2 separate regions of the Hordeum vulgare genome follow, and region 2 is linked to region 1. A link is a contact called in public Hi-C data. All regions are on one chromosome and are shown on one strand. The core of a region is the stretch at or near the end of the contact, and the rest is flanking DNA. Distances in the headings are between cores, read along the strand shown.

The links. A called contact is a pair of places that touch in the nucleus more often than the background predicts.
Region 2: a contact with region 1 is called in a Hi-C map of seedling, with 2.0 times the contacts expected there. The contact joins the enhancer-like site here to the promoter of LOC123445273 in region 1. A contact is called at or near these places in 1 of 6 Hi-C or Micro-C datasets (seedling) and 1 of 1 datasets of contacts at active chromatin or transcription factors (embryo).

The regions. Positions count from the first base shown.
Region 1 is chr3H:577,641,238-577,648,060 of MorexV3_pseudomolecules_assembly, reverse strand. LOC123445273 reads left to right here and starts at 4,031. Exons shown (of 16, transcript XM_045122237.1): 1 at 4,031-4,240; 2 at 4,333-4,520; 3 at 4,625-4,707; 4 at 4,837-4,944; 5 at 5,278-5,404; 6 at 5,507-5,565; 7 at 5,671-5,742. The coding sequence starts at 4,122.
Region 2 is chr3H:577,808,127-577,814,949 of MorexV3_pseudomolecules_assembly, reverse strand. LOC123445275 (protein ESSENTIAL FOR POTEXVIRUS ACCUMULATION 1) reads left to right here. Exons shown (of 10, transcript XM_045122240.1): 7 at 1-685; 8 at 779-1,061; 9 at 1,386-1,543; 10 at 1,965-2,581. The coding sequence ends at 2,284. Among protein-coding and RNA genes, the nearest start is that of LOC123445275, 7.5 kb to the left of the region's middle. Within about 2 kb of position 3,144, at least 3 of the 3 cell types and tissues checked have open chromatin away from gene starts, as enhancers often do. A contact at or near this core is called in seedling, where this site is marked.

The sequences.
Region 1 (6,823 bases), core at 2,782-5,281:
TGATCACACATTGGATCATGTCATCGCATATATGCACAATTGATGAAACTGATGATGTCAGCATGAATCTTTCGTCTTTTCAATTTTCAAAATATTTTACCTCTTAAATAAAAAATTTATTGAAAACCATTTCCATCATTAAATCCGTCGTGAGGAGATCTTGAAAACTATATCTCGTATCGATATGTTTTGATGACTTTTTTTAATTTAAAAGCTACTATGTCTAATGCACATAAATTAACATTATGATTACACTCAAGTTGCCATGATACTCTTTTTTAGTATATTTCAACTAATTTTTCTCCTACGTTTAAAGTAAATTTTGACATGTTATTAAAAATAAATTAAGAAACTAAACATGCCATGATGAGTTACTAAAATTTATCATGATCCTTGAAATATTTTTGACATGGTTCATAAGTAAAAAGGAATATGCTGTCAATAACTTTAAAAATGCATGATTAATGGCTCAAATTTTTCATGAACTATAAACTAAAATTTACATGACACATGCATTAAAATTTGTCGTGATTCATACAAAAAATACATTTCATGTTCAACATACTAGCATTTTCATGGTCAAAATAGTAAAATAGTCACGATCTATAAACTCAATTTGCCATGATGACTTATTAAAAATTGCCATGATCCATGAATTAAATTTGCCATGGTTAATTACTAAAAATTTCATCATGATCCATGAAACATGTCATGACAATTTTATTGTAAACTCTATGACAACTTGAGTGTAAACATCATGACAACTTTTAGATCAAAAAATTCATCGAAATATATCAATATGGATCTAGTTTTAAATATCTCATTGAGACGGATTTTATGATAAAAACAGATTTTTAATTAGATTTTTATTTAAAAGATAAAGCATTTTTAAGTCCAAAAAACTAAAAAAAATAGCTAATGTCATATGTTTGATGTGACAATATAGATGATTATGAAGACGTATGAACCATGTTGCCTCGTGCCACACGTGTAAACGTTTTCCTTTAGGAAAATATAATTCATCAATGAGAATAGATTACGTATATCAACGTAGTTCAGTAAATCGGTTATTCTAGATGCTAGAGCGAGAAAACGAGGAAGAAAATGAAATGATTTAGTAGCAGTAGCATGCATTCGCAGCCTCTGCAAATGCGTAAGTCGCTCCAAGCAGGACACACATATCGAGCTTGGCAACCATCCAACCCCCAACCGTTCGCCCACGGTGACCCATTTCTTTCTTGCTGACTTTGTGGTGTCGCTCCAAGCATACGACACACAAATTAAAGCAGCTACATACCCGATCTGCGGGACACGATTTCCGTGAGACATACAATCAGGGTCATTCATTTATTCACGTATCTGGAGCCACAACCATCCATCTGAGGATCGTATAAGACTATTCACAACAAGGAGTAATATAAAGTAGTAACATATATACTGAAAACCAATGTTTGGTCCGGCAAAAAGGTCATGCTGGCACTGATCTGATCACGATATTGCCCCATACATAGCGGGGCCTGTATGGGCCACCAATTATGAAGTAAAATCTAATAGATCTCGGGTAGGGGTATCGTGCTATTAGTCTTGTCGCGATGGTATCGGTGACAAGAAGGGTTTTACCCAGGCTCTCGCTCTCCTTAGAAATAATATCCTATGTCTTGCATGTGTTGTATTGATTTAAGATGAAGTACAAAATACAGGTTGGTCTACCATAAAATCGTTGTATATCGTCTATATGCCCTATCCATCGGTTTATATAGGCATCAAAGGGTTTAGGGTTACAACTTGATCGGTTACGTATAAGGTGAACATGTTATAGACGACCTTTGAACATATTGAAGTATACATCGATTCTTCAGAAGGCTTCCTTCTACACGTCATGGGCACGGGCGGAGCTACATGCAGCTACCCTGTTGCACAGGCAACAGGGTCAAGTTGTGTTTTGCACTGATACTTTAACACTTAGATCAAACGTATGCATGGATGCATTGGCCTAAATTAGTAAAGATGCAACAGGGTAAATGCAGATGCAGCTCCGCCCCTGGTCATGGGACGATTGGACGTAGCCTATCGGTGAACCGATATGGACGGCTAGGGTTACTTCTAAAATGGACGGTCAAAAATGACGAGGCGTGAGAGGGCTGAGTTTAGGTTCAGTTTTACTGTTTTAAATTTAAATCGTGGTTTTAAGTTTGAGCACATCAAAATGACATTTCCCTCTTCTTTTTGGTCGCTGATTAATTGTTCTCTTTGCACTGCACCGATCGATGAGATGCGTGTGTGGATTCCATTACCATCTGTCCAAATCATGTGGGTGGCCGGAGATATGTAGGATGTGACTAGTTTCAGGGCCGATCGAGTCAATGCTCCTGTCCTGTACACGCGCGAATGCGTAATTGTATTTGAGGTTGGTATATTACTACAGTACAGCCGGGGGCTATCCTCTTTTTTTTTAGAAAAAACATTACTACAGTACATAATACAGGAAAAAACAATTTAAAAAGTGTTAAACTAAAGGAATAATACGCATGCTGGCACCGCAGGGACAGGAGCCAGTGGAGGCAGCAGTCACCGCTTGGAGCTGGAGTTGTATCCACTGGAAAAAAAACGCAATACAATGACGCTAATGGCACGTTATAGCATCCTAAAAATTGTCATGCTAAATAAACTATTCCCTCGTTCCTAAATATAAGTCTTTTTATAGATTGCACTAGTGGACTACATACGGATGTATATAAACATACTTTAGAATATAGATTCATTCATTTTGCTCCGTATGTAGACCACTAGTCAAATCTCTTAAATGACTTATATTTAGGAACAGAGGGAGTAGTGGATATGAGGATTTATGAATAATCCGGATATATATCGATGATAGGAGAGATTCGGTTGGATAGCTTTTTTCATTCTTCCTCTTATACTATCATTGATCGGACGCGTTTACGGACATATGAAACATAATTTGAAGGGTCTGACTATAGATGCTCTAATACCGGCGCTATTTTGTTGTAGCATCTATTTTTTTGTTGGATCCCCGCAGTTCCCTAATGATCCTGACGGGCAGCAACCATGCACGAGGGAGTTTTTTTTTTTTTTTTTTTTTTTTGAGAAATAGGAATCGTATACTAGTAGTTAGGTCCGTCCGGTGGGCAATCGCTCTCCCTCCGATGCCGTCCCGGGGTTGGCCGCCCGGAAGCAGCACCCTTCTTTCCACTCGCCCGTGGTTCACAGCCACGTTGCTCGCGCATATATGCATGCATGCATGAGCCTGGAGGCGGAGCCGCCTGCGCCCGCCAACCACACTGCGTTGCCCATGCGGCCGAGGATCTTTGGGACCACGCCATTGGCATGGCTGTTCCTGTTCGGTTCGGCAGTGTCCTACTCTAACCTTTATCCTATCCTGAGCAACTTTATCAGACCCGCATCCCGTCTCGATCCAGAAAATATCCGTTAAAATGGGGTCGGGACGTAAAAACCTACCCGATCAAACCCCGCATCCCGCCCCGGTCCGTAAATATTTTTGCAGGACGCGGCAAAATCTCGGTCCCAACCCTACGCGGGGTTTCTCCTCGCCGTTGCGGTGCCCCGCATATAAACGAAAGCGGTTGATGAAAGGGACACTTCAACCCGCACGGGTCTGAAAAAGCATATTTCACGAATATGCTTTTTACGGGTTCGTTATGCAGGATCTGCATCCGCGGTCGTGCGCCAGCCCGCAAAGACGTTTTTCTGCGAACTGCAAACCTGTTTTGCGGGCCGGACGGATGCAGGATCTGCTAGAGTTTGCTTTCATGCCATGCCATGGCGGTGCACGCACCAAACACACGTCCACGCCGAGAAGAAGAACTCTCTCTCTCTCTCTTGAGAAATAAGAAAAGGAACTCTCGGAAAAAAGAACAACGAGAGTAGAACAAAAGCCGAGCGCAGGTGGGCTGGGACACACGGCACACCGCCCCCGCTCGGCCTAGCCCAGCCCAATACAAGCCCACCTGCCGCCCCGGGCCCAAAAAACCCTCGTTTTCCCTGAAAAACAAAAAAGCAAAGCCCTGTTCCCCACCGCTGTCCCCTCCCCATCCCACTCCACCGCCCTTGCTCGCGCCACCAAGCCCGCCGCGCCGGAGATGATCTCGTCCATGTCCTGGGTGCCCAGGGGCGCCGCCAGGAGCGCCCCCATCCAGGCGGACCCGCCCACGCAGGAGGAGATCGACGAGGCCATGAGGACCATCGCCCTCGTCACACAGTGAGCGAGCCTCCGTTTCCCCTCCTCCGTTTCGCCCGCCCCCGTCGCGGCCGCCGCGACGATAAGCTCATCACCGTGCATTTTTCTCTCAGATATGCTGGAAATGACGCCGACGCAGACGATGGCGAGATGGAGGTCGACGGCGCCGACCAGGAGGTCGCCCGGGCCAAGGCCGCCGCCGAGGCGCTCGGGAGGACCGGCTCGGGAGGCGCCGTCGTCGTCGGTGCCTCCGATGGGCTCGAGGAGCTCCACATGGAGGAATACGACGACGAGGACTACGGTTGGTGCTCCTGTTGCCCTGCCCACTTTGCTGCTATCGAATTCGATCAGGTCTCGTCTTTGTGTGTGGCTGCTGCTTGAACTGCAGTTTGGATTTTGCGTCAGAGCCTGAGCTTCTCAGTACCGGGAGCGGGGGTTTGTACTATGCAAGCAACGAAGAGGACCCTCATCTCGTCAGGAACAACGACGTGAGTATGATCTGATTTCTCTTGCCGTGAAGGAGATACAGTATTGTCTTCTTTCTTCTTGGTGGTGGTACTGGTACCAGCTATCACATTATATTGGAGGTGAATGAGCCACCTTCTCTGCTTTATTAGGATGATGATGGTGATGAGGACGACGAGGAGATTGAGGACATGGCTATCAAACCTACTGACATGCTGATTGTTTGTGCACATAACGACGATGAGTTCAATTCTCTTCAGGCAAGTGTCAAGTTGGCAACTTCTTTTCTCTGCATTTGCTAAAAAATGTTGCTGTCGCTATTTTCTTCTGATTTTGAATTTTTGATAGTCTTCTTCTAAAAAGAACACAAAGGGGAAATCTTTATGTGGAGCATTATTCTGATTGGACTAAATAAATTTGCATTCTCAAATTTGGTTGATGTCCAGCACAAGCATCTGGATGCGGATGTGCTTATTTCACATTTTAACCCTGCATTTCCCTCTCTGTGCTGGACATTACTAGCTCATATAGTATGTATGCCCAATTATATGCATGTCAAAATGTGACATGTAAAACTTTATTATCTGTGACAGGTTAGTATAGTGGAAGAATTGGAGGACGGGGATCTTAATATGTATGTTCATCATGAGGTCCCTCTCTCAGATTTTCCACTCTGCACAGCTTGGATGGATTTTAACTTTACCGATGCCAAGAAAGAAGGTAAAATTGTGGTGCCACTTGAGTTATAGTAGCAAAGAGTGCCCACTTCTTTCTGTAAAATAAATAAAACATTTAAGGCTTAATCATCTATTTTTATTACAGGGAATTTCATTGCTGTTGGCACCATGGATCCTGCAATCGAAATATGGAACTTGGATATTGTAATGTTCTCAGAAACATGCGAGACTATTACGTCATACGACCATGAGTTGTTTTTCTTGAAATAAATTTATTTTTTATTGTTGGACTTTGATGTTATTCCACAGGTTGATGCGGTCAAACCACATATTGTGCTAGGAGGACTTTCAAAAAACAAAGAAAAAGTTAAGGGGGAAAAGGTATGCTACTAAAATTTCATTGTTGTGCGGGTGAGCGTTCATTCTTTCCTCGAAATCCTAGTTAGTGCATCTACAACCGGACTTAGCAAATATGACCTCCTAAACGCCCGTGGATGCGTCTGGGTAGTGACCGGCGTGTCCGTCTTGAGCCCCTATTTGTGCGTCCGCGCAGGCACATTCCTTATTTTCTTCTCATACTAGAACATTGATGGCGCGCGTTGCAGCGCCCATGAATTTTTCCAGTTGGATGATAGGAATTTTTTTAATGCATGGGCTTGTGAAAATAAAAGTTAAGTTTGTGTAGATAAAGAATATATGTTTGACAGTAAACGAAACAGACGATAATCTACATCAATATTGTCTTAGAGAACATGTTGACACATCAACTATTTGCCAACATGGGAGAAAAATTATAAACCGCCATAGCTAAAAGCTGCAACCTGCACGAAATACAACACCTTCAACGGGTAATATTTCATTGCAGAATGGATGGAGTACTATCATAGGGTTCCACCAGAAGATGATCACCAACCTAGGTCATACATACAGGAGCAGAGCAAAAGGGTTGACACTAGCTGTACCCATTGACACGAGATGCAGAGCCCCAACCGATGATGCAGCAGAGCCTCATTGAGTTATGTGCAGAGTAGTTACAACAAGTAGCCGACAGAGAATCAGCGAGGGAAGCTGATATTTACCTCTCTAATAGTTGATAAGGATCCTTCAGAAGTTTAAGTTTTCCATCGATCCAAAGTGAATACCATACATTAGGAAAGAGTAGATGAAGTCATCGTTTTGGAACCTGTTTGAGGAAAATATCAAAATGGATTTAGTTAAAAAAATCATGACAACGGAAATAAACAATTACAAAATAAATAAATAACTGATGATGATTCACATTAAGCACAACATCCTCCTCTCGCCTTTCTACTTTACAATAGAAAAATCCTTGTGGAGACAATAAACAAATATGGATATTGTGCAATCCAAATTTTTTACATACTCGCACAATGCAGATTAGAATGAAACCATGTCTGTCTCAGATGGAACAGTAATCTAGATAAGAATGCATGTTGTTTTT
Region 2 (6,823 bases), core at 1,895-4,394, 170 kb before region 1:
CATTTAGGTGGGGGCTGGCCGATGGATGATCCTAGCCAATTTATCCGCACAGGAACTAGTCCAAATCAAAGCCACACCTCCAGACTTGGTCAATTCGATCTTCTGCAGTCCCTTCAGAGGTCGTCATCTGTGGAGCACCATGACCATCTTGACCGAAGCCTATCTATGCATGAACGATTGCACAGAGGAGGTCAAGGTATTCATTCTCTTGAGCGGTCTGGCTCTTTGCCTGGTGGTGCTCCTTTACCAAATCCTGATGTTGTAAATGCCCTAGCACGTCATCATGGCCTCGGTCAGATGGAAACACATGGTGATCTGTATTCTGCAGGCCAGATGCCTATGCATGCCTCAGGAGGGGTTCATCCCCAGCAACACAGGCTGCAGGAGCAGCTGTCAGGTTCTCACATGGGAAGGCTGGAAAGGAACTGGTCAGATGCCAATGGGCAATTGCAAAATAGCCTGATGGAAGCTTCACGCATAAATCAGATGCAAATTGAAGCAGAGAAGCAGAGGAGGAATGTGGAAATGAATCTTCCCATTGACAACCCACATGCATGGGCCTCCCTTATGAACAATGAGAGGAACCCAGAAGCTGAATTGAGTGATATGATTCATCAAAAACTGGTTCTTCAAGCACAGCAATCTCGTGGTTTCCCTGATGTTCCGCCGACGGCATCATTTGGACGTAAAGACCCTTCTTCACTTTTTGCACAGCCCGCTGCAGATAACCCTTTAAGATCATCTGTTGACAGGTTGTCTTTTGATGATCCACTTGCAGAAAGGTCACACTTCTCAAAAATGGGGCACTTAGGACAGGATGGACCAACTAGTCTAGATATTTTACCAAACAATATTGAGATGAACCGGAAACTCGGTGTCAGATCAAGCTCTGCGACAATGCTTGATATGCAAAGGGGAGAATTCCCAGACGTGATGGGTGGTAGTGTGTCAACTAATCAATTGGTTGGGAATGCCAATGATGTAGCCCGGAGGAAAAGGCAGGGTTCTAGTGCAAACTTGGCAGTGGAGGACACTGATTTTTCTGAAGCGGTCAGCAACTGGTACTTTTCTTAACTTTTCATCTGCACCCCTATTTTCATTATCCTTTTTTGAAGCCTCACAATGAACTTTCACTACAGATATATATTTTGTTTCTACAAATATACAGTATAATACTTTATTTGCACAGTCATACAAGTCCTGATATCTAGGCTCTCCATTGCTTATAGACATGCCCTGTTCTTTGTTTATCCTCACTTTTCCAGAGACGTTCGGTAATTTTACTTGTCCAAATTGTTATTGTCAGTTTACACATAGTGGTGCATGTGAACACACAGTTGATTCTAGTATAAGGCTCAATACAGTTATTTTTTTTCAATATGCAGGGTTGATACTGGCATCTCAAAGGGAAGCTCCCATTCCCTGCTAAAGCGCACAGCAAACCCGCACACAGCTACCTCTCAGGCTCAGGCAGCGTCAACAGATCTGTCGTCAACCATTAGGTCCAAGAAAGCAGGCCATGCTTCTTCTGCATCCTCCGATGGTACGCCATGTGCAACCTACCTGTGTGGTTTTCTTCTCCTGTGGAATCTATGTTGTTTATTCAGTGAAGCTCTTTATCTGGGCAGTCATGTTAATGTTAAGTCCAATAATATATTTCCTCTGTTCAGAAATAACTGTCGTGGTTTTAGCTAGAAAAAACCATGTCAGTTATTTCCGAACGGAGGGAGTATATACATAGCTAATCGTATCAACTGAAGACCACTTCGCTTTTGATGGATAGTAAAAAGGAAAGATATAGGCCAGTTCTTACTTGCTGTAGTTGAGCAGTTTGGTCTGTTTGAGCCACCTGACCTTCCATTTATATTTAGCTTCAAACGTTCTCCTTACTGTTCTATGATATGTTATGGGATTTATACCATTTTATGGTTTCAGACCTCTGATATAGTAATCTTGTTGTGCAGAGCATAAGATGGAATCAGGAGTCACGTCAGCAGCCCATGGCGTGGAAGCTGCTGCTTCAGCCAACAAAGAGGCAGGGACGTTTGGCATCCCACCAAGCAGCAATCAGGACGCCTCTGGTCCTTCGTTCAGTGAAATGCTCAAGAGCACAAAGAAGCCTCCCCTGCAGTATGACGCCTCAGAATCCGCTGACGGCGGCCCTGGTGGAAAGGGCACCAAGAAGAAAGCAAAGAAAGGAAAACAGATCGACCCTTCGCTTCTGGGCTTCAAGGTCCACAGCAACCGCATCTTGATGGGCGAGATCCACCGCCCCGATGACTAACGCGCTTGGGTCCTGCCATTTTGTGTACATGCTCACCTCTGTAGACTCTGCACATGTTTTTTGATAACATTCCTTGCTGTGGAGGCCATGGCCTGGCCCCCCTTTGTTCTTTCCCATTAGCCTTAGGATACTCCAGATCAGCCAGAATCTCAAGTTGAAATTAGGGAGGGCTTTTTTTGGTGTGTTTACCTGCGCCCTCGAGTTTATACAGGATACATGAAATCTGTACAGGACACCGGAATCATGGGCATGTATGTCAGTGATCTCCTTGTACAGTGCAAGGAAGTATCATCTTAATTCCTCTTCCATTTCTTTCCCCTCCCTCTGATTGAGCAAGCATAGCGTCCTTGCGATGATTTGTCGGTTACAATCTTTGAGAAGCCCGGCATTATTTGTCTTAGTTAGCATGTGCTGTAGGGCTGATTTGAACGATGTCAAAATCTAAACCCAATAATTAAATTAGATTGCTTATTATGTAGTAAAACTGAGCATTATGAAGGCAGGCATGGAATCCTAAACAAACAGTCCTATTAGGTGGTTGTTACTATTCCAGTGATGGCATTTGCCTTGTTTGTGCATAGGAATGTTAAAAGGGACTTTTGTTGACTGCATAGGAATGTTTTGAATCAAATGAATGACTAATGTCATCCAAGAAAGTAACCTTACTGTTCTATTTCTTCTTCTACTTATCCGTGAAAATAAAAGAGGCCCTGAAATGCTAGACCGTCATGCTTTCCACAAACCCCATCATGGCATCCATCGTTTTCCCCAGGTGATTTGGACGCATGTGCTCAGCATGGAGTCGTGTCATGTATGCAGGTGGAGCACATGCGTGCAAGCCGGGACAGAACTGGTATCGCGCTGTTCCCACATGGCCCAACATTTGAAAACTAGCGACTCGCTCCACTGAACCGCAGAAACGGCATAGTCTACCTCTATCCTACCCGCCCACCCCGTCTCAGGTGCGCGGATCTGAACCGATGAAGAGAGAGACTGGCAGCAGCAGCAGGGTCATGTTGCTGCGGCGACAGAAAAATGCGAGCCAGATTGGATCTATTCATCTATCTGACCCAACCCATGCAAAATGGACAGAAATGATCTCAAGACGCAAGAAATTCACAAACTGAATCATTGGTAAAATAATTCAATCGCATAACCCTTTTGTATAGCGCGGCACAGAGTGCAATATATACGTACATGGATAAGGTTGGTTACAACAGAAACGAGAGAGAGGGAGAGGATCAGGACGTGGAACACGTCGTGGGCGCGCATGCAGGAGAAGGCGCGATCTCTCCCGAGCGTATAGGAAGGCGCTGCCTTGGCGCTGACGTTAGGCCAGTAGGCTGAGGTGAAACGGTCTTCCAACACCCCGCGCAGTCAAAACGCGGTGCTCACCAACGTTTAGACTGGTCCGGAAGTCGTTGAACACATAAGTTGGCAATTCTTTGGTGAAGATGTCCGTGAATTGGGATGTCGTCGGGACGTGTATGACGTGCACCTCGCCCAGGGAGACGCGCTCGCGGACGAAGTGAAGGTCAATCTTGATATGCTTGGTGCGTTGATGCTGGACGGGGTTGCCGGACATGTACATGGCGCTGACGTTGTTGCAGTAGACTATGGTGGCGTGCGGTGGTGGGCGACGAAGTTCGCCGAGGAGTTGGCGAAGCCAACTCGACTCAACGACGGCATTGGCGAGCCCTCTGTATTTGGCCTCGGCACTGGACCGAGACACGGTGTTCTGGCGCTTCGAAGACGAGCTGACGAGGTTGGCGCCAAGGAAGACGACGAAGCTCGAGGTGGACTTGCGCTTGTCGGGGCAGCCGGCCCAGTCGGCATCCGAGTACGTCGTGAGGTCGCCGGAGGTGGAGCGATGAAAGTGGAGACCCAGGTGAGCGGTGCCACGAATGTAGCGGAGGACGCGCTTCACCAGCTGGTAGTGACTGTCGCGAGGGTCATGCGTGAAGAGGCAGCATTGTTGCACGACATAGGAGATGTCGGGTCTGGTGAGGGTGAGGTACTGGAGGGCCCCGACCAAGCTCCGGTAAAGAGATGGGTCGTGAAAGGCAGGACCATCGGTGGCGGAGAGCTTGGCAGTGGTGTCGATGGGTGTAGACACATGTTTGCAGTTAAGCATGCCTGCACGGTCAAGAATCTCGAGTGCATATTGCTCTTGAGAGAGGTGGAGACCGGAGGTGGTATGATGAACGTTGATGCCCAAGAAGTGGTGTAGAGGCCCCAAGTCGGTCATGGCAAACTCTCGGTGTAGGGAGGCGATGATCGAGCGAAGGAAGGCGGATGTGCTGGCGGTGAGAATAATGTCATCGACGTAGAGAAGATAGGCAGTGTCGGAGCCGCGGTGGATGGAGAAGAGCGAGGAGTCCGCCTTGGAGGTGAGGAATCCAAGGGACTCCAAGAAGGTGGTAAACCGCCGGAACCAGGTGCGGGGTGCCTGCTTCAACCCGTAGAGCGACCGATGAAGACGACACACGTCCCCAGGTCGCGTGGAGTCGACGAAGCCGGAGGGCTGCGTGCTGTACACCGTCTCGGCGAGATGGCCGTGAAGAAACACGTTCTTGACGTCAAGTTGGTGAATGGGCCACGAGCTGCCGGTGGCAAGGCTGAGGACGACCCGGATCGTGGCGGGTTTGACCACGGGACTAAAAGTCTCGCCGTAGTCAACACCAGCCTGCTGCGTGAAGCCGCGGAGCACCCACTGCGCCTTGTACCGAGCCAGCGTACCGTCGGGGTTGAACTTGTGCCGAATGATCCATTTGCCAGTCACCACATTCGCACCTGCAGGACGGGAAACCAACGACCAAGTGTCATTCCGCAACAATGCATTATACTCGTCTAGCATGGCGTTGGCCCAGTTCGGATCCTGAAGGGCGGCACGGTAAGAGGAGGGAATGGGGCTAATGGTGGAAGAAACGGAGAGAGAGAGAGAGAGAGAGAGTTGTTGCTTGGGCAGGAAGTAGCCGGACTACCCACGCGTGCGCATGGGATGCTGGTTGGTGGTGGGAGGGACGCGCACAGCTCGGGGAGGGATTTGCGGTGGAGGTGGCATGGGGTCAGGCGGTGTGGGTGGAGCCGGGCCAGGTGGTGACACGACAGGTGGAGTGGGGAGGGGCGGAGTGGTGCATGGCGGCGGGGCCGATGCTGGGGGGCTGCATGACGGTGTAGTGCCGTGCGGGGGAAGGCACGCAGGAGGGCCACACGCGGGGAGTGGTGGGGCTGTAGGCGCGCATGCAGGGCGACCGGTGGGTGGAGGCGGTGCATGGCGCATGCATGGTGCACGACGTGCAGCAGGGCATGCAGGGAGTGGGTGTGTAAGGAGGGATGGCGGCGTCGGAGCGGCAGGTGCTGCGTGCGGTGGCCGCGGCGGAGGCTCGGCGAAAGGGAAGCTATACTCGTCGAACGTGACGTGGCGAGAAAGGTAGACGCGACGAGAGCGAAGGTCCAGACACCGATATCCCTTGTGCTCTAGGGGGTAGCCAAGAAGCACACAGGGGGTAGACCGAGGGGCGAGCTTGTGGGGCGTGAGCGGGGTGAGGTTAGGGAAGCAGAGGCAACCAAAGACGCGGAGGTGGTCGTAGGTGGGGTGGGAGCCGTGGAGGGGGTAGTAGGGGTGTTGTTGTTGACGGCGGACGAGGGGCGTCGGTTAATGAGATGGTTGGCGGTGTGGAGAGCTTCGACCCAGAACTCGGGCGGCATGTGGGCATGAACGACCAAGGTGCAGAGAACGTCATTCGTGGTGCGGAGAAGACGTTCGACCTTGTCGTTCTGAGGGGAGGTATGTGGGCACGTGAGGCGGAGGACAACACCGTTGCGGGAGAGGTGGTCGCGTAGGGGGAAGGAGAGAAACTCGCCACCGTTGTCACACTGCACACACTGAACAGAGAGATTATATTGCGTGTGGACGTAAGAGAAGAACCGTAAGAGAGTAGAGGCGGTGTCAGACTTGGTACGTAGCGGGAAAACCCAAGAGTAATGTGTGAAGTCATCGAGCACTACCAGGTAATACTGAAAACCGGAAAAACTACAAACGAGTGATGTCCACAAATCACAATGTATAATTTGAAAGGGAGCAGTGGTGAGGTGGAGGTAGGAAAAGGTAATCGTGGTTGCTTGCCAAGCTTACAAGATACACAAACAGAGGAACCTTGTAGTTTATTACACGAGTCTAAAAAGTTGTGAGCTAAAATGGAAAGGGAGGCACGACTAGGGTGGCCAAGCCGTAGATGCCATAGGTCGCCGGAGCTTGAAACGGAGAGTGCCAGGGAGCCGCCAGTGGTGGGGAGGAACGGTTAAAGATCGCCGGTGCTACTGGAGCGCATGAGGACCTTCCCCGTTACCATGTCCTTCACAAAAGAACCAAACGGGTCAAAAGAGACAATGCACCAATTATCAATAGTAAAGCGACGAACGGAGATGAGATTTTTAACAATGGCAGGGGAGACTAAGATGTCGTTGAGGGTGAAGGGAGGGAGGGAGGTAGAACCGGTGGCAATGACGGGAATAGATGAGCCGTTACCAACTGTG